Linked DNA regions of Mus musculus: regions 2, 3, 4, 5, 6 and 7 are each linked to region 1. The links are chromatin contacts, called in public Hi-C and promoter capture Hi-C maps. All regions are on one chromosome and are shown on one strand. The core of a region is the stretch at or near the end of the contact, and the rest is flanking DNA. Distances in the headings are between cores, read along the strand shown. Region 1 holds the start of Nktr (natural killer tumor recognition sequence). Region 2 holds the start of Lztfl1 (leucine zipper transcription factor-like 1). Region 3 holds the start of Sacm1l (SAC1 suppressor of actin mutations 1-like (yeast)). Region 4 holds the start of Gorasp1 (golgi reassembly stacking protein 1). Region 5 holds the start of Slc25a38 (solute carrier family 25, member 38). Region 6 holds the start of Rpsa (ribosomal protein SA). Region 7 holds the start of Kif15 (kinesin family member 15).

Evidence for each region. Promoter capture Hi-C pulls out the DNA fragments that hold promoters and counts their contacts. Hi-C and Micro-C count contacts between places; a contact is called where the count stands out from the background. Capture Hi-C pulls out chosen DNA fragments and counts their contacts.
Region 2: a contact with region 1 is called in a promoter capture Hi-C map of erythroid cells, with 7 times the contacts expected there. The contact joins the promoter of Lztfl1 here to the promoter of Nktr in region 1. A contact is called at or near these places in 3 of 39 promoter capture datasets (erythroid cells, liver and pre-B cells) and 1 of 9 other capture datasets (adipose tissue).
Region 3: a promoter capture Hi-C map of liver shows a contact between it and region 1, with 5 times the contacts expected there. The contact joins the promoter of Sacm1l here to the promoter of Nktr in region 1. A contact is called at or near these places in 1 of 39 promoter capture datasets (erythroid cells) and 1 of 9 other capture datasets (liver).
Region 4: a contact with region 1 is called in a promoter capture Hi-C map of pre-B cells, with 7 times the contacts expected there. The contact joins the promoter of Gorasp1 here to the promoter of Nktr in region 1. A contact is called at or near these places in 2 of 39 promoter capture datasets (liver and pre-B cells), 1 of 115 datasets of contacts at active chromatin or transcription factors (extraembryonic endoderm stem cells) and 1 of 9 other capture datasets (liver).
Region 5: a contact with region 1 is called in a promoter capture Hi-C map of liver, with 6 times the contacts expected there. The contact joins the promoter of Slc25a38 here to the promoter of Nktr in region 1. A contact is called at or near these places in 6 of 39 promoter capture datasets (embryonic stem cells, erythroid cells, liver and 2 more) and 3 of 115 datasets of contacts at active chromatin or transcription factors (astrocytes, extraembryonic endoderm stem cells and stem cell-derived neural progenitor cells).
Region 6: a contact with region 1 is called in a Hi-C map of B cells, with 5 read pairs. The contact joins the promoter of Rpsa here to the promoter of Nktr in region 1. A contact is called at or near these places in 6 of 39 promoter capture datasets (the C10 cell line, erythroid cells, liver and 2 more), 1 of 484 Hi-C or Micro-C datasets (B cells) and 2 of 115 datasets of contacts at active chromatin or transcription factors (astrocytes and cardiomyocytes).
Region 7: a contact with region 1 is called in a promoter capture Hi-C map of embryonic stem cells, with 3 times the contacts expected there. The contact joins the promoter of Kif15 here to the promoter of Nktr in region 1. A contact is called at or near these places in 1 of 39 promoter capture datasets (embryonic stem cells), 1 of 484 Hi-C or Micro-C datasets (B cells) and 1 of 115 datasets of contacts at active chromatin or transcription factors (embryonic stem cells).

What each region holds. Positions count from the first base shown.
Region 1 is chr9:121,717,897-121,720,446 of GRCm38.p6, forward strand. Nktr (natural killer tumor recognition sequence) reads left to right here and starts at 1,285. Exons shown (of 17, transcript NM_010918.2): 1 at 1,285-1,399; 2 at 1,563-1,649. The coding sequence starts at 1,592.
Region 2 is chr9:123,716,354-123,718,903 of GRCm38.p6, forward strand. It overlaps Lztfl1 (leucine zipper transcription factor-like 1), which reads right to left and starts at 1,272. Exons shown (of 10, transcript NM_033322.3): 1 at 1,173-1,272. The coding sequence starts at 1,175.
Region 3 is chr9:123,528,476-123,531,025 of GRCm38.p6, forward strand. It overlaps Sacm1l (SAC1 suppressor of actin mutations 1-like (yeast)), which reads left to right and starts at 1,278. Exons shown (of 20, transcript NM_030692.5): 1 at 1,278-1,446. The coding sequence starts at 1,415. It overlaps n-TRacg2 (a tRNA gene), which reads right to left and starts at 1,022; the gene lies at 950-1,022.
Region 4 is chr9:119,936,295-119,938,844 of GRCm38.p6, forward strand. It overlaps Gorasp1 (golgi reassembly stacking protein 1), which reads right to left and starts at 1,264. Exons shown (of 9, transcript NM_028976.2): 1 at 1,164-1,264. The coding sequence starts at 1,223. It overlaps Ttc21a (tetratricopeptide repeat domain 21A), which reads left to right and starts at 1,312. Exons shown (of 29, transcript NM_028735.3): 1 at 1,312-1,456. The coding sequence starts at 1,430.
Region 5 is chr9:120,109,106-120,111,655 of GRCm38.p6, forward strand. It overlaps Slc25a38 (solute carrier family 25, member 38), which reads left to right and starts at 1,277. Exons shown (of 7, transcript NM_144793.2): 1 at 1,277-1,467. The coding sequence starts at 1,339.
Region 6 is chr9:120,126,500-120,129,049 of GRCm38.p6, forward strand. Rpsa (ribosomal protein SA) reads left to right here and starts at 1,267. Exons shown (of 7, transcript NM_011029.4): 1 at 1,267-1,331; 2 at 1,958-2,123. The coding sequence starts at 1,991. It overlaps LOC115485682 (a small nucleolar RNA gene), which reads left to right and starts at 2,281; the gene lies at 2,281-2,436.
Region 7 is chr9:122,949,817-122,952,366 of GRCm38.p6, forward strand. Kif15 (kinesin family member 15) reads left to right here and starts at 1,265. Exons shown (of 35, transcript NM_010620.1): 1 at 1,265-1,336. The coding sequence starts at 1,318. It overlaps 1110059G10Rik (RIKEN cDNA 1110059G10 gene), which reads right to left and starts at 1,184. Exons shown (of 3, transcript NM_025419.4): 1 at 989-1,184. The coding sequence starts at 1,096.

The DNA of each region.
Region 1 (2,550 bases), core at 35-2,534:
ATTTAACCAACAGTTTTAAATTAAGGAACAAGGTACAAAAGCTTGGAAAGACGGTAAGTCACTCGTAGGTTTAGGTTTTTGGATATGGAATTTTGCTTTATGTAACAGACCCAACCTCAACACTGATTGTGATTAAAATTTTCTACAACAGCACATTTTTTAAAAAAGATTTATTTATTATATGTAAGTACACTGTAGCTGTCTTCAGACACTCCAGAAGAGGGCATCAGATTTCATTATGGATGGTTGTGAGCCACCATGTGGTTGCTGGGATTTGAACTCGGGACCTTCAGAAGAGCAGTCGGCGCTCTTAACCACTGAGCCATCTCGCCAGCCCCAACAGCACATTCTTATTGTGTACCTTTTGTTTTGAGACAGGATCTACCTAGCCCTGACTGGCCAGGAAGACAATATGTAGAACTGACTGACCTCAGACTGAGAGCCACCTACCTCTGCCTCTCGAGCCGCTGGGATTAAAGGCTGTGTATTATTGCTCACAGACTTTCCTTTTGTAAGGTTTTACTTTCTGTTTTGCCTGCATGTATGTCTGGGCACCATGTGCATGCTTGGTGTCCACGGAGGTCAGGGGAGCGCGATGGAAACCCTGAAACGAGATGGTTGTAAGCCACCATGCGGTTATTGAGCTGGGCTTTGAACCAGGTCCAATGCAAAAGCGGCCTCTAGACCATCTTAACTGCTAGACCATCGCTCCTGTCAACTGGTTTGGTTTCTTCACAGGTCTCAGGTATCTCAGGCTGACCTTGAACTTCTGAATCTCCTGCCTTTACCCACCAAGCGCTGGTGCGCAGGTGTAAACGCTACGGTTTGTGTTTTGCTTCGGGGTTTTGTTGTTGCCTTGATTTTTGTTTCCTTTCGTTGTATTTCTGAGAAAGCCTCAAGTGACCCAGGCTGGCCTCGAGCCGGCGGCCAGCCTCGTCTCACCCTGGCGGGCAAGGGAGGCACATCTGGCTCCATCTGGTCCTCGATTCTTTTAACGCGAGACAAACAGCGTGACCGCATCAACCACGAGAGAGAACAGGTCACCCGCCACGTCGGCCGGAAGCCTGGGATTCACCCTGCGTTCATCCACTGGCCACGCAATCAGAAATCTCGCGGTGCTGCATGAGTGAGCCGTGGTTGACAGCTCGCACACGTCTGCGCACTCGGGATTGGACAGGGGATCCTGAGGGGCGGGGCACGAGAGCCCTGGCGCGGACCGCCTACTCCGACCCCACACCCCGCTCGGCGGCGAGACGAACTCTCGCGACGCTTGCGTCCGGCCTCGCGAGCTCTGGCGTGGCGCTCGCCGGCTGGCCCTCACGGGGAAGAGGTGGCGTTCCGTTGGTGACGTTAGGCTCCGGCGGCGCCGGCAGGGCGTTCTCCGGAGCTGTGCGGCCAGGTGAGAAGCTCGACGGGAGCGCGGGTAGCCGCGGCTGGGGTGGGCGGGCGGGCGGGTGGGCAGGGTGGGGCGGCCTCTCGTCGGCCGCGTCCCTGTCAGGCGGGCCGGGCCCCGCCCCGCCCGGCCGCCCGCCTGCCCTCAGCGCCCTCCTCCCTGTCCGCAGCTCGCCGCCGTCCCGCTGCTGCGCTCGCGATGGGCGCCCAGGACCGGCCGCAGTGTCACTTCGACATCGAGATCAACCGGGAACCGGGTGAGCGGGGCGGGCCCCTCTGTGGGCCCGGGTCGGGGTGGAAGTGGACGCGGCGGAGCCGGAGCCGGAGCCGGGCGGGGGCGGGGCGGGGCGGGCTCGGCCGGCCAGAGCTGCGGAGCCGCCGCGGTCACGAGCCGGCCAGCTGCCCTCCGCTGTCCCTCGGGAGCCTTCCCGAGAATGTACTGGCTCCGGGAGACGTGGCTGGAGAGGAGAGACTGAAGGGCTTGTGCGGGTTCTGTAGCCCCGGGATTGCTCCTAGGCTGCGGCCGCGATGTTTGGTTTTTTTTTTTTTTTTTTTGGAAGTCCAGTGTGCAGCCATTCATTAATCCCGAGGCGTCGACGTCTCTGTGTGCAGAGAGGTGGCTGCTGCACACATCGGTGCGCACACATGTAAAGGTCGCGTGTGTATCGAGCAGGAACATGTGTACGGATGCGCGGTTCTCAACCGACAGGGATCTTAACTGGAGGTGTGTGGTGTGCGCCACGTCTTAGGTCGCAGTGGACTCGCAGGAGAGCTGCTTGTCCTGGGCTCTGGAAGGGCAGCAGTGACTAAAGCAGGGCTGCTGCTTCTTTTATGTTGACGTCCTGGGGGAAAGAGGCAGGAAGTGAAGGGGTAAAAACCGCATTCCCTCCAGTAGTGCTGTTTTAGTCAGGCGGTGAGCGAGAAAGGCCATCTTGAGAAGATGACATTTGAGTAGGTGCGAAGCCGAACCTGTGGAGGGACGCCTTTGAGAACTGTGCTTGGTAGTGGCAGCCAACGGTTAGCTTGGGTTCTGAGACAGCGCTTGTGTTTCTTGAGGGAAAGCGAAGGTCCCGGTCTGGCTGGAGTAGAGGGAACAGAATAAGGAAAACTCAGGCTCTAGGATAAAAGGAAGACGGTGACGGTTCTGAACAAAGGATT
Region 2 (2,550 bases), core at 22-2,521, 2.0 Mb after region 1:
CAGAGAGGATTCCAATATAGACAGGACTAAACAGAGAAACCCTGTCTTGAAACAGCAACAACAAAAACTGTCTTCTAGACATGACAGAACTGCTGGCCTAGAAACTCACAACTGTGGTCACCTGCACAAAGGTGCCAATCAACAATCCAGCACAGAGACGGGGAGGGGTTTATGAGATCGCACTTCTAGCTGAGCAGTTACTGACGGCTGAAGATTTATGAAGGGCAGAGAGACAGTTTCTTTTAAGAGTGTGGCCCAAGGAAGGTGATGGTCCCACACACATGAGTATATGTGCAGCATAAATTGGACTAGGTAGGCTTAAAAAAAACAGGACAGGAAGTAAACAATAATTCTGGAAGATGCTAGGGGATTTAAAATACATTGTATGAATGTATAAAATCTTTAAAGGATAATTTTTTTTAAAAAAGAGTGAGCTTATTGCTTAAAGTGTTTATTTTATGTGCATTGTTTGACAAATCATCTACACCCGGTTTCCAAGTGTTATCACAATGACATAAAAGAGTAAGAACACAAACAAGTACTAACTTTTTTGTGAAGCCACTAGCGTAATTTTTTTTTTTTTTTCGTTTTTGACATCAGAAGCAGGACCAGTTCCTAGCTCAGGATGGTTTAAGAAATGGTCTGTTTTGTTTAGATGTATACAAAGTGACACTTACTAGGAATTGATTGCTGGGATATGTCAGCAACCCACTTGAGCTTCACTTTCAATAACTTCTCTATGCCCAGCTATTTAAATTAATTGTACGATGAAAGGTTGGATGGACTGGCGTTTTCGCTTCAGTTTTATCTGTCTCAAAGTAAGCCCGAACTCTAATACCCAAATGGTCGTCAGACGTCCAAACAAAGAAAACAGCACCGATAATTAGTCAGTTGTAAAATCAGGTGCTTCAGAAAATTAGATTCAACCAAGTTCACACAGAAAGTTGGAACCAGCCCGTCATTCTTCACCCTGGCAAATGTGTGCGGCTGTGTCGGCCAGGGCTTCCCAGACCACAGCCAAGGACGAGGCGACAAGGCCGGAGGAAGGCTTCAGCAAGAAGCTGTCCCCGCGGCTCGGCCGACGTGACTCCCTCCCCGGCGAGGCCCCGCTCGCTCGCTCGCTCGCTCGCCCTCCGCACCCCGGCTGGGCCTCTCCCGACCAGGACACTCACCATGGTGGCGGCGGATCCGACAGGAAACAGGGAGGCCGGCACCGGGGCCTGAGGAACGGAGGTTGTTTAGAAGCCGCGCGTTGCCAATGGGAACGGAGACACGTGGGCCCTCGCTTGCACGCTATCATTGGCTCTCAGTGTCACGTGACGGATGATGTTGCGTAACTGGCTAATTTCCGCGGGTACATTGGCTTTGAGATCCGGAAGTCCCACCTTTTCTTGCCACGCTAACCTGGGGCGGTGCCTGCCGTTGCCAATGGCAACAGAGAAATTTCCGGTCGGGGGTGGGGGGGGGGAGCTGAGCAGCGCCTTAGGTGCCAGCGTGTTTGCCTACAATCAGGACAGAAGTTGGGCTTTGGCACCGGGATCCAGAGCTGGTGGTTCCAGACCTCTGAGAAGAACAGGCTGAGTGAACAGGGCTTCAGCGTGACTGCATCCGGCTATCAAGCTCATGCTGGCCCTGGTGCACGCCCTTCCTCCATCTGCATTGTTTTATAACGCTGGCAGAAGAGAATAACTTTACCTTTTTGGAAAAAAAATGTGCAAAAACATAGGTTTATATAGAGTAGTGAATTAGAGAGACAAACACTAGATTCGCCAGGAGAAGGTTGTGGAATAACGTCCTGATCTCCCTGGCGGAAGTTTTCACTTATGAAGTCTAACTTGAGTCATTAGAATCTTCAAGTTTTGGGATAGGTAAAGATCCTTTCCAAATCTGTTGGTGATCTTTTTGTCTTATTGACGGTGTCTTTTGCCTTGCAGAAGCTTTGCAATTTTATGAGGTCCTATTTATTGATTCTCGATCTTACAGCGCAAGCCACTGCTGTTCTATTCAGGAATTTTTCCCCTGTACCCATATCTTCGAGGCTTTTCCCTACTTTCTCCTCTATAAGTTTCACTGTCTCTGGTTTTATGTGAAGTTCCTTGATCCACTTAGATTTGACCTTAGTACAAGGAGATAGGAATGGATCAATTCGCAATCTTCTACATGATAACAGCCAGTTGTGCCAGCACCATTTGTTGAAAAATGCTGTCTTTTTTCCACTGGATGGTTTTAGCTCCCTTGTCAAAGATCAAGTGACCATAGGTGTGTGGGTTCATCTCTGGGTCTTCAATTCTGTTCCATTGGTCTACTTGTCTGTCGCTATACCAGTACCATGCAGTTTTTATCACAATTGCTCTGTAGTACAGCTTTAGGTCGGGCATAGCAAACACAGAAGTGGATGCTCACAGTCAGCTATTGAATGGACCACAGGGCCCCCAATGGAGGAACTAGAGAAAGCACCCAAGGAACTAAAGGGAACTGCAACCCTATAGGTGGAACAACAATATGAACTAACCAGTACCCCGGAGCTCTTGTCTCTAGCTGCATATGTAG
Region 3 (2,550 bases), core at 28-2,527, 1.8 Mb after region 1:
CCAGTATTCAGGAGGCAGAGGCAGGGATCTCTGAGTTGGAGGCCAGCCTGGTTACAGAGCAAGTTCCAGGACAGTCAAAACTACACAGGGAAACCCGGTCTCGAGAAACAACCCACTATAACTTCATTAAAAGCAAACTAAATCCTCAGAAGTGTAGAAGCCTGGTATGGTATCTTGTACCTTAAATTCCAGTACTCTGGAAAGCAAAGGCAGCCATTTGGCCTGGTCTATATCCAGCAGTATGGACTGCAGGAGTGAGCCACACCCCTTGGTCCTTGGTCTAATTCTGCCCCAATAATTTCCTTTATCTGATACAGTTTTAATAAACTCCTGGGGAGTGGGGTATGTTTTCTAGGACAACTTAATCATGGAGTGACTGGTTAATGAATAGGCTGAGCCCTGCTCCCGATCCACCTTCGTCACATCTGTTTCTGGCTATCTCAGGTCTTACGTAAAATGTTCATGTACTCGTTTTTCTGGGCCTCTTACTGCGAAATCCCCGAATTTTTAAGGTTTCCTTGTGCAGTGGAGGCTAGGTCGGCTTTGCAAGCGGAGCTAGCCAAGGCCGCTGTACCAATCATGAAGAGCAGAAGCTACGCCCTTCTCATGTCAGTGCCGTCTGTGTTCTACCAGCTAGGAGCTTTCGGTGAGATTTTTCCGTCATCGGGTGGGAAGACATTGGCCACGCATGTCCCTGTCCCTGATTGCAAACCTCCACTCTCAAGAGTGTTTTCGTAAGAGTACATTTCCAGACTCCTGCGCAATTTTAAGAACAGGGGAGCTAGGAAACTTGCAAACCGTTTTAGGTAACTCCGGGTTTCAAATACAGCCAAGAAGGTATTATTTTTTCGCAAAGCAACATTAAAACGTAAGACATTTGACCTTGACAATCTAGCTATGATCCTTTTCAAGCAGGCCTTCCAAGGTTCAGGAAAAAGATCGCACACGTCGAGCCAGCCAGGAGTCGAACCTAGAATCTTCTGATCCGTAGTCAGACGCGTTATCCATTGCGCCACTGGCCCGGTGCTGAGGAGGCCTCCTCCACGATAAGTGATCTCCAATTACACAGCTTCACTATGCTTCCTGCTTCTAACCTCAGTCTGGTCGGTTTGTTGAATGTCGCGACTCAGTGCAAAGCTACCGGGACTCCGCCTTTCTCTGCAACGCGTTACACCAATCCCCAGAGGCGACGTCACGGCGTTCTTTGGTCCGCTCCAATCCGCGCATCGGAGGCGTGCCTCGCAGCTCACTGGTTTGTCCGCCGCCGGCTCCCGTGCTCGCCCGAGAGGCGGACCCGGGAGGGGGTGGGGCCAGGCCGAGGCTCCTTGACCACCGCGCCTGGGGAGCGGTCGCCGCGGAGCCGGGGTGGCAGCGGGCTACACTGCGGGTGGAGCGAAGAGGAGGAAGCTGCACGATGGCGGCCGCAGCCTACGAGCATCTGAAGCTGTGAGTCCCGCGGGCTGCGGCCGCTGACAGGAAGGGCGGAGGGGCGAGCGGGCGCCGAGGCCCGGGAGTGTGCGGCCCGCACCGGCCGAGCTCGCGGGCTGGGCTTTCCCCGTCCAGCCTGGCTGCAGCGTAGGCCAGTGTCCCGCAGCCTCGCCCGCCGCTGGACCTGGCGCGGTGAGCCGAGCCGCAGCCCGCAGCACCGGAGGCTGCAGCCAGCTTTCCCTGGGTGGCCTCCGGGAGAGGCCTTTTTCACCGGGCGTGCTCTGACGTCCGCCGGCAGAGCTAACCTTTCTCTTGGTTTCAGGCTTTCTGGGCCTGGGAGTCTCAATGACGGGTCCTTCTTAGGGCGCAGCAATAATTTAGTCAGATGTCCTAAGGGCCGGTCGAATTTACTGTGCTTATTCCAACAGACTGCGTCGACAGCTACAGTAGGCTCGCCTCTATTTTGGCGTAGCAATGTTGAGTTTTGGCAAAGCCAGGACTTGAGGTTTTGAGGCCCAGCCACTGGATGTTTAGAGGTGCAAAAAAAAAAAAAAATAGACATTTATAAGCTCTTTGGCTCGTCCTGGGTTAGAGGAGATGGGGGATAATTTCTCTTGTGTTACCCTCAGCACCTACACTCCTTGTTTGTGAATAACTTCGCCCTAACCGCTTTAATAATTTACCACGGTCTGGGAATGCCTTTAGTAGCAGAAGCAAATATAACTTTCGAAAAGCCAAGTTAAATTATCCTGTTAATTAGACATAGACATCCCAGTTCGTTTGCAGGAAACAAATGTAGTTTGGGTACGCCCAATGAATAACTGAAGGTGTAAAGTTATGAGTCCAGAATTTGGAGGGAGGCCATCTGCCCAACACTTTTCATGTTTTGCTGTGTTCACCCTTTATGCCTCTTCTGCTTGCTACATACAGTTCTCTTTGAAAAGCCCAGCGCCACCCTTCCTTCCACATTTCTTTTAATTAGTTTTCCTTTGTAAAGTGAATAATCACCTTATTGGTGACAGTTGAAGCAAAGTGTACTTACTGGTCTATGTCCGGCCCGAGTCACATGTCCTTTACTGGCAAATTAGGTTATTGTCCACCTGATAGTTGTTGAAGGGCTGA
Region 4 (2,550 bases), core at 14-2,513, 1.8 Mb before region 1:
ATTATTCTATCAGACGACCTGGGTTGAGTCCCCAGCATGCAAGTGTGACAGCTCCCAAATGCCTATAACTCCAACTTAAAGGGATCTAAAACCTCTGGTTTGCACACTCGTGTGCACAAACAAAAACAACACACACACCAAAAACACATCTCTGTAACGGGTCCTCATCCTCTGACCTGATCAACCTGTCCCCCTTTAACCAGCCCCCCTTGCCTTCACTCCGTCCACCACCCCCACCACCTCACTTCCCTCAGCCCTTGTGCAAAGATCCCAAACTCCTGACTTCCCGTGAACCTGTTTTAAAACACCCCCGGTTGGATGCATCCCAATGTCTGCCAACCCCCAAGCACAAATCTTGTCACTTTGATCTGTAAAGCCAATGTGGCTCTCCAGCTAGAAACCGCTTCCCTAGCCCTGACTCCAGACTTCCTTTGACATAGACCAGAGAGGCATAATGGCTCAGGAGGCAGGCGCACGCAGATGGATTTCTGTAGGTTCCAGCCCAGTCTAGCCTACATAGCAAGTTCCAGGCCAGTCGGGGATACATAATGAGACACCCACAAAATAAATAGATAGATAGATAGATAGATAGATAGATAGATAGATAGATAGATAGATAAGATTTAAGAGGAACCGAGAAAGAGCAGCTGAGAGTTTAACAACAGCTTGAACTAAGTACCAAGATCCTGTCTGAAGGAATGAAGGCAGGCAGGCTGACCCAACAGCCAGACAACCTGACAAACCTGCCCGCCTCCACACAGCTCTGCATCTACCTGCTTTTCAAAGGGGCAAAACAGGGGAGCTGAGTTCAAAGATCTTTCTATCCCCAACTCCATACGGCGTTCTTTATCAACCAGACTATACTTCCCAGCAGCCTGTTCGCTCGTACCTCCCTGCAAGTGACACGTAGGGCCCCATCTAGGTCTCGGGATGTTTCACTCTGGGGTCCCAATGCCCACCCTGGCTCCAGTCATTCTGGCCACTTCACCCCCTCTTCAGCAGCTTTCCCAAAGCCCACGAGCTCTCCCAGCCCCTTGCAATGCTCCTTAGAGAAGGGGCCTCGGATCTTGGACGCGCTGGGCCTCGCAAGGCATGCAGGGAGGTCACTGCAGGCCTCGGGGCTGTGCAACCCTCCCTGGTGATCTTCCACCACCCCGGCTCACCCCGTGCAGATGGAAGCCCTCGCCGCCCGCCGGCTGCTCGCTGCTTGCCCCTAGCCCCATGGCCGCCCTCTCCCGCTGCTGCGTGGCCTAGTCACGTGGGGCCAGGCCACGCCCTCCCGGATGTCACAGTTCTTAGCAACAGGCCAGCAGCCAGGTTGCCAAGGACGCGCGCGCCTTAGACTTCCGGCCGTGAGCTGGGCTGCGAATTGGGCGGCCAGAGCTGGGAATCCCGCTCAGCCGGTCATCACCTGAGCCGGGCTGCAGCCATGAGCAGCGATGACTCCTCTCTCATGGTGCGTGAACTCTGGGCCGCCTGCGCTCGGGACTACTTCTGCAGTCAGGACTGCTGCCCTGGGCTAGCTCTCTGCTCTCTGACCATTTCTGCTCTGGGGTTACCTTTCTGCTTTCTCTGGCCATCTGCCCTTGGGCCACCCTCTGCCACACCATCCACCCTGCTGCCTGCCCTCTGGCCATCTCTACTCTTAGGCTACTTCCACCCCCCAACCACCTCTACCCCTCTGTTCACTACTCTGGCAGCTTCTAGAAGTCCTTCCATCTTCCTCAGCTCCCTAACCAAAGCATTTCCCCTCAGTGTCCTCTGCACCCCTAGCCTCAAATTAGCACCCAGACCTGATCCTATCCCCCAAACCAATCCGTGCCTGTCCATTATCGCATCTGCCTCCCACCTAAGCCATCTGTGTTCCACTGCTATGAGGTCTATGCCCACCTCCAACCCTGTTCCTAATCTAACGAGAAGTGTCAGCTTCCAAAGTCTCCAGAGCCACCATGTATCTCTCCCTTAGACACCTCTGGCCTGGTTTCTCTACTTGGGCTCTTTGCACCAGCACTACTGCCTGGCATTACCCATGTGCCACCTGCAGCCACCCACACATCACTGCACGCAACAGCCAGAGTCATTTCTTTAGAATATCATTTGAGGTAACTGGGGATCTGGCTCAGTTCCTAGAATATGCACCAAGCCCTGATAGCCATAAAACAGGTGTGGTGGTAGGTGCCTTTAATCCTAGCACCGGAGAGGTGGGGAGGGAGGGTCAGAAACTCACCATAGTTGAGTTTGAGGCCAGTCTGGGATACATGAACACCAGGCTCTGCCAAAAGTTTTAAAAATCTGAAAACTTCACTCCCCTACTTAAAGCCATTCGAGCTGGTTCCTGTTGATGACCCTGTCTGACGTCTAGGCTCTTTCAAATGGCCCATGAGGCTTTTACGACCTAACCACATCTATCCCCAACTCAACACCCACAAACCTTAGAGGAAGTGAGCTTTTGCTTTGAAATCTCAGCCCCAATTACTGTGTGATCTCCATGGGCTGTGTCTCCCTGGGCTTCAGCTTCTTTAGCTGTGAAAGATACCAAGATGTGTATAG
Region 5 (2,550 bases), core at 27-2,526, 1.6 Mb before region 1:
CATGTTCAGTAGAGTTTTTTTGCTGAGTCACGACCTGGCCCCGAGGCATGTAAATGAGGTACTGAAAGCATAACCAATTGGGTGTAGACATGCCTGTCCTAGGCCTATATAAGCAGCACTGGTTTTTTGGGCTCGGGGTCTTTCGCTTTTGCTTTCACTATCAAGCTCTCCCAATAAACGTGTGCAGAAGAATCCTGTTGTGGCGTCCTTCTTGCTGTCGAGTCGGGCGTCTACAAACACCTTTAATCCTAGCATTTGGGAGGCAGAGGTAGGTGGATTTCTGAGTTCAAGGCCAGCCTGGTCTACAGAGTGAGTTCCAGGACAGCCAGGGCTATATAAAGAAACCCTGTCTCAAGAAAAAAGAAAAACCTTGTCTTGAAAAACTAAACAACAGAACAAAATAAACATATAAAAAGCATAAAGACAAGGCTTGAGAGCCTGGGTTAGAGCACTTGTAGAGGACCTGAGGTTGGTTTCCAGCACCCAGACAGGGCAGCTCAGGACTGCCTGTGAGCTTCTGGCCTCTGCAAGAAGCTACATTCACACGTACATACCCACACATACAACTAAAAATAAGTCAGGCATGGTATACACGCCTTTAATCCCAGCACTTGGGATTAAAGAGGCAGGTGGAGCTCTACGAGTTCAAGGTCAGCCTGGTCTCCACACAGAGAGACACAGGGGTAGCTAGTGAGTTCCAGGTAGCCAGGGCTATACAGAGAAACCCTGTCTTGAAAAAATAAAAATAAAGAAAACAAAAAAGAAGAAATGTGAATTGTATTTTTAAAAATTTGTGTCTAAAGAGAAGGCATTCATCCTGCTTCAGTTCTTTTTCTTTTCTTTTCTTTCCTTTCCTTTTTCTTTTTCTTTTTGAGACAGGGTTTCTTTGTATAGCCCTGGCTGTCGTGGAACTCTGTAGACCAGGCTGGCCTTGAACTCAGAAATCTGCCCGCCTCTGCCTCCCAAGTGCTGGGATTAAAGGCGTGTGCCTCTACTGCCCGGCGGTCCTTCAGCTCTTAAATAAATTAAATACAATTAAAACTCAGCCAGTCACCCATTTCAAAAAGCGCTTTAAGAATAAATAAATAAATAAATATATTTAATAAGAAAAATATTTAAAAAAAAAAAAGCGCCGAGCAGAAGGCTCTGCAACTGAGAATCACGGACCCTGCAGTTTTAAGTGCAGCCACCAGGTGGCGATGAGATCTCGTCGCCGGATACGCTATGTCACCGGAAGCGGGATCTCACCTTTTTCCTTCTGCTTTCCCCTCCCCCGGAAACATCGAGCCGCTTGTCTCGGGTAATGAGACCTGAGGCCGGGCGGGCAGGCGGGGAGGGATGGGCGTGAGCGCGGAGCCCCGGAGCCTCTCAGTCGCCGGGGCCGGGCTCGCGTCCCCAGTGATCGAGAAGGCACGCTCGGCGCTGCTGCAGTCGCAGGATGTAGAGGACACGGTGGAGACGCTCATGGTGAGTTCGTGGGAGCAGGGGGACCGGGACGGGAGCGGCATTGTGGGGCAGGGGACAGTGCTTCGAGAACATTCTAGTTCTAGAATATTCTAACGGCAACTGATGAGAGCGCCTCGGGGCACCTCGAGCCGCCCGCCGCAGGACACCTTCCCTGACCGGCTTCCCTGCAGGCTTCTGCCTTAGCTTTCGGGGTTCACCAAGGCCACGCCCTTCCGTCGGGTTGGCTGCGCTGCCGGGCTGCCATTGGTGGAGACGGGGGCGGGGCGGGGCGGAGTCTCTTGCTGCCAACCATAAACGGAGGTGGGGCTGTGCAGGGCGGGCCCGGGCTGGGATGTGCCTCAGTGGGGCGAGGATGCATGGCTTTGGGGGATGAATATCTTTTAAAAATTCTTGTTTTTTTGAGTCGGGGCCTCACTGTGTTTCAGATAGGGCTGAAACTCGCTATTTAAACCAGGCTGGCTCCGAAGTGCTAAAGGAGTGTGCTCCCCTATGTCTGGAGCTTTTTGGAAGTCTTTAAAAGATAACCGCTGTGGCTCCCAGGACCATGTCTTTCAAAACTGCATACTTTTTTTCTCTCTGGCCCGCCATCTTTCCCTTTTTGATGTGTGTTGGACGTAGACATTTTGTTGTTTTTCTTTTTGCTGTGGGGTGGTAGAAATTGTGGTACTATTTGGCTGTTGAAATGCTGCTTACTCCCATCGTGTTTTGCGTAGTACGATTTGCTCATTGTGCTTTTAGTGTTTATTTTTATCTATGTGTGTTGGGGGTAGGTGCACAAGAGTGCAGATGCCGAAGAAGGCCAAAAGAGAACGTTGGTATCTCCTGGAGCTGGAGCTGTGAGCACCCCTTTCTGTATGGGTGCTGGGAACCTTATGGTCCCTCTGGAAGAATACACTTTGGACTAGTCTCTAGCCCTTACTGGTTGTTTTGATCTATTCTCACACTTAAAAAATTGGAATATTCAGCTTTCTTTAAGTCGTGTATAATAAGGTATGCTACTAAAATAAATCGAAACTTGAAGTTGGAGGTGTGGCCTTTCAGGAAAGCACCTTCGTCTCCATCACTATAAGAAAACTAAGCTCG
Region 6 (2,550 bases), core at 17-2,516, 1.6 Mb before region 1:
AAGCGTGACCAAGGACAGCCGCAGGGAGCTAGGCCACTCTATTTTTTCTTTTTTTTAAAGACAGGGTTTCTCTGTGTAGCTTTGGCTGTCCTGGAACTCATTTTTGTAGATTAGACTAGCTTTCAACTCGTAGAGATCTGCTTGCCTCTGTCTCCTGAGTGCTGGCTAGGATTACAGGCATAGGCCACCACTACCTGACCTGAACATACCACTTAATAGATTTTAGAATATTCTGTTTTACTTAACAAGATATCTTGATACACATTCACGATGTGGCAAGTTAAATGCTTTGTTCTTTTTAGTTTTACCGTTTTATATTTATTTTTGAGACAGAGTATGACTATAGCTTCAAATTCATGGTCCTCTTGCCCCAGCAAGAACTGAAGAAACCCAGAGCCTTTCGATGTTAGTACTCTACCACGGAGCTGCACCCACACTCCTCTGGGTTTTTGATCTATTATTTTTGTTGTATGCATATATGGTTATCCTTCAGTATCTGTGGGATTTGTTCCAGAACCACCTATGGATGCCAAACCCATAGATGCTCAAGTCCCTAATATAAAATGGTCTGAGCTGGGCGTGGTGGCACACGCCTTTATTTAGCCCCGGCACTCCGGAGGCAGAGGCGGGCGGATTTCTGAGTTCGAGGCCAGCCTGGTCAATAAAGTGAGTTCCGGGACAGCCAGGGCTGTACAGAGAAACCCTGTCTCGAAAAACAAAACAAAACAAAAATAGTCTGGTATTTTCTAATAACCACAACCCTCCCACAGACTCCAAGTCATCTCTAGATTACTTGAGACATGGAATACAGTAATAAACGCTTTGTAAATAGATGACGCATCCAAATTTCTCCCTGCTCCCTTCAACACTTTTGTAATATCTTACTGGGTAACTACTATTTTGTAGTTCTCAAATGTAGGAAGGAGCCAGTACCAGAGGGGCAGGCGGGTGTGTGCTCCTGGAGTTAATCCTGACATAGGTGGCCCAGCTTGAAGCCTATTCGTCACTCAGCGGACCAAAAGCTACGGACTTTCCACGCTCGCTCCCCCCCCCCCACTCCCCCCCCTCGCCCCAGCTACTTCCGGCCTGGGGTCTGTGCAGCGACTGCAGCCGCGCAGGCGCGGGCCACTTTAACTTCCGCTCCGCGCGCGCTACAGCGGGCCCACTCACTGAATCTGCGCGTGCGCCAGAGGCTTTTTCCGGAGCGGAAGTTCTCCCTTTTTGCTTAGCCTGCTTTGCCATTGGCTGGCTGTGGGTTATTTAAGGACGTCATTTCCGGCCGCCCGTCCTTTCGCGCTACCCGGGGACGGGTCCATACGGCGTTGTTCTTGGTGAGTCTCACGTGGAGCCCTCGGCGTCTCCGGACGCCGCGGGACGCGCGCTTACTAGCTTCCCGCGCCATGGGTGGGCGCGGAGGGCGCCGAGGCTGCGTGTGCCGGGGCGGCTTGGCTCCTGGCGGCAGCGCCACGTGCTGGCCCGCAGTTAGGTGGGGCGGGCGCCACTGCGGGGCCCTTCTGCGGTTCGCGCCACGCTCGAGGGCCCTGTCGGCAAGATGCTGGGAAAAGTGCTTGTGAGGCGCATGGAGATGGGACGGGAACTGCCGGCCAGTCTCGAAATACAACTCCCGAAGCACCCCGATCATGGCCGCCTTTGCGCAACTCTCGGTGCAAAGAAGCAGCTATACTTAAGTAGCTATCCTGTAGTCAGTGTGCCTGCGGAGGCGCTAACTTCAACTGTCCAGTTTTTCTATATGTGCTCTGCTGACAAAGTCACTTTCCTTAGTGACTAGGTGGCCAGAAAAATCGAAAGGCAAGGAGGAATAAGAACACAACCCATTTCAGCTCAGATGATGTGCTGCGCCTAGTGGCATACGCCTTTAGTCCCCCTCTCAGGAGGCAGGGCAATCTTGTGAGTTCTAGTGTCAGAAGAAAAAAGATGAATTTTATTCCTTTTTTAGATTCCCATCGTAACTTAAAGGGAAACTTACACAATGTCCGGAGCCCTTGACGTCCTGCAGATGAAGGAGGAGGATGTCCTCAAATTCCTTGCTGCGGGAACCCACTTAGGTGGCACCAACCTTGACTTTCAGATGGAGCAGTACATCTACAAAAGGAAAAGTGACGGTCAGTTGCCACCTGTGATAGTCAGTTCCTGACTATGGTGCTCTAATGGGTATAGTGCCTGGTAACTGAATGGTTGGTGTTGGAGTGCTACTCTGGCTTGTGATGTAACTAAGAGGATGTGTGGGAAGGGGCCAGAGGTCATGGAGGACTGACTGACCCTGCACACTATTAAAGCTCAGAGTGGAGGCCAGTCTTGGCCAGTGAACTTCTGAGTGTCGGAAGTGTGCTACATTGAATTTATGGCAGGATTTTCGCTAACACCAGTAGAGCTTGCCTCTATGACTGGAGTTTGGTAGTGGTCACTGCCACATGCGTATGCCTTACCTTCCCACAGTGTCCATTCACAAGGCTATGAGGCTAGCAAGCCTGTCTGGGACACCCACTTTAAACTACTTGTTGCTGGGTGTGGTGGTTTCACACCCTTTAA
Region 7 (2,550 bases), core at 15-2,514, 1.2 Mb after region 1:
CACTGCCCAGCAGATACTATTAGCTGCTATTCAAGGACACACAAATAGTTATATAAAAGGTTTTGTACATAAACAATACTGTACATAATTGTTTAACTTTTGAAATTTATCAAACAGAAACCTAGTACTCACTGTACAAATGTAACAATTATATTTTGTCAGCTAAGTCAAAACATTTCTACTTTTTAACTAAGAAAGGTTTTGCATACTTTGAGATAAATACAGAATTATCTCATTTTTCAAGCAACTGTCTAATATTTAATTTTGGGCAGTCATCTTATGGGGAATACCCTGCATGACTTGGCCTTTGCCCACTACTATATTTTATCCCATGTAACTTTCACAGCTTCTAAGAGTCTAGACAACTAAGTTTGAGTACTCAACTGTCCATTATGTCTGTCTTTTTTTCTCAAACTGTGTCTAGGATGCTCCAGGCCATCTCTTACATAGCTAGCCCTCAAAACTAAAGAATCCCTAGATGCGCTTTTGAACACAACTGCATGTCCTCTTGTTTGACCTGTGCATAGCTTCTCGGCAGCAAGAACGCATTGTGTTTTCAATGTTACCTTCATTAGACAACCCCCTTTGAGAAGTACTGTTTCATTTCCCTATCTTGAGACACACAGCTTGGTAAACAGCAGGGGTTCTACTAGTCCTGGCTGATTCCTTCAAAGACTCCTGATTCGAGTCGTTTAATCAAGTGGCTTCGGTCTCCTTATCTGAAAAAGGGGACGACGCTGTCAATCACCTTGCTCAGGTAAAGTGAGATCCGCAAGTAAGAAAGGACAGAAAAGCTGTCTAGACTAGCTACTAGGGCTAGGTCGTTTTCAAGAATAGCACCCTGCAAGTAAGAATTCCTGGACCCGAGAGGCCAGACCTGGGGTCCGGCTGGTCGCGAGTGAGGGACCTGTCAGTTACGTCGGCACCGAGGAGCCGGAAGTGGGGTGGAGATAGAGGGTCTGACTCGGGGCGACTCCCGCGGCCTCACCTTGGTCTCTACGGTGGGCCCCTCCTTGTAGCCGACTCTCTCTTTGAAGCGGGACAGGAAGGCGGGCTCTGCGGGCCGCACATAGGACACTTGGTTCCGCTTGCTCATGGTAGTTCTGGTTCTGACCAACAATAAATAGCACTCGGCAGACTTGGCAGGGTACAAAGTGTCTGTCGCCCGCGCGGACTTCTGACGTAGACCGTGTTAGTGACGCCATCCGACCACGCCCAGGAGGCGTGGTCCGTTGGGGCGCCAAATTCAAATCTGCGGCCATCTTGAAGGGAGGATTCTGGTGGTCCTGGCGTAAGCGAATCTCGGACGGGGTCGCCATGGCCCCCGGCTGCAAATGTAAGTTGCGAGCCTGCCTGGTGAACTCATCGCCGCTGGCAGATGCCGGTGCTACGGGGCGTCACCTCTTAGGGCGCCCCGCGAGGGCGACGACGGCACACGCAGTGGGAACCCGAGTTCCTCACGGAGCGCGGGCGTCCCGCCTCGGCCACCCTACACCCGAGCGCTCTTCTCTGTGCATGGGACCCTGCTGTTTCCTTGCTGGCTTCTGGTGTCCTGAGGGCGGCCCTTGCGCTGCACTTGATGCTTGATTACCTATTTCTGCCTTTTTTGAAGGGAAGGGATTTGTGTTCCCTTCGGTGGCCTACCCTCAGAGGAGGGAACTTTAAAGCGAATTGCAACGGTCCCTTTACAACAGTTCCCATTCTTCATGCAAGACTTCATGAGTTCCTGAAACCAGAACTGTATCTTAGTACAGAACCCTATAGATAATGTGCTCTGTAAACTAAGTGTACTAAGATTAGCTAATACTAAAATACCTCAATTATAGTAATAGACAGTAATAGTTATTTGAAAGTAGTCTTTGCCTCAATTATAGTAATAGACAGTAATAGTTATTTGAAAGTAGTCTTTGACATAGTGTCTTATTATACCGGTCTTTTATCCTATGAGATTCTACGGTGTCTACTTGCTGAGAGAAATTCTGTAGACAGTATGACAGAGTTAGTATCCAAAAGTCACTTGAACACAAGCATTGTGATATAGCCACTTGATCTAATAACAAATGGCTGAGACTGTTAGGAGAGTAGTGTTTATAGTACCTGGCTAAAAAGAGTTGTGTAGCATGAGGCTTTATATTGAGACCTTGTTTAAAAAAAAAAAAAAAAAAAGGCTTAGAAATTGTTTCATTCTGAATTTTCTATTTAGTTGTTTTAGATTGTGATTGATGGCTGAGGAAAAAAACATAGAAAAAAGAAGTGCAGATTATGAGTAGACTAATATATATATTAATCTGTTTTCATCACAAAGAGATTGATTTAATCCCCCACTTCCAACGTATATGAGTGCCACCTCTTATATTGCCTATTATCTTTCTTAAATTATTTTTAATTATTGGTGTGTATGTGAGTGCACATGCATGTGTATATGTGTGCACAGCTGCGAGTGTAGTTTGTGTGTAGGTTGCTTGTGTGGGTGAAGATGGCCGTGGAGTGGTTGGATACTCTAGAGCTAGCATTATGAGTGGTTGTGAGCTTCTGAATATGGGTGCTGGC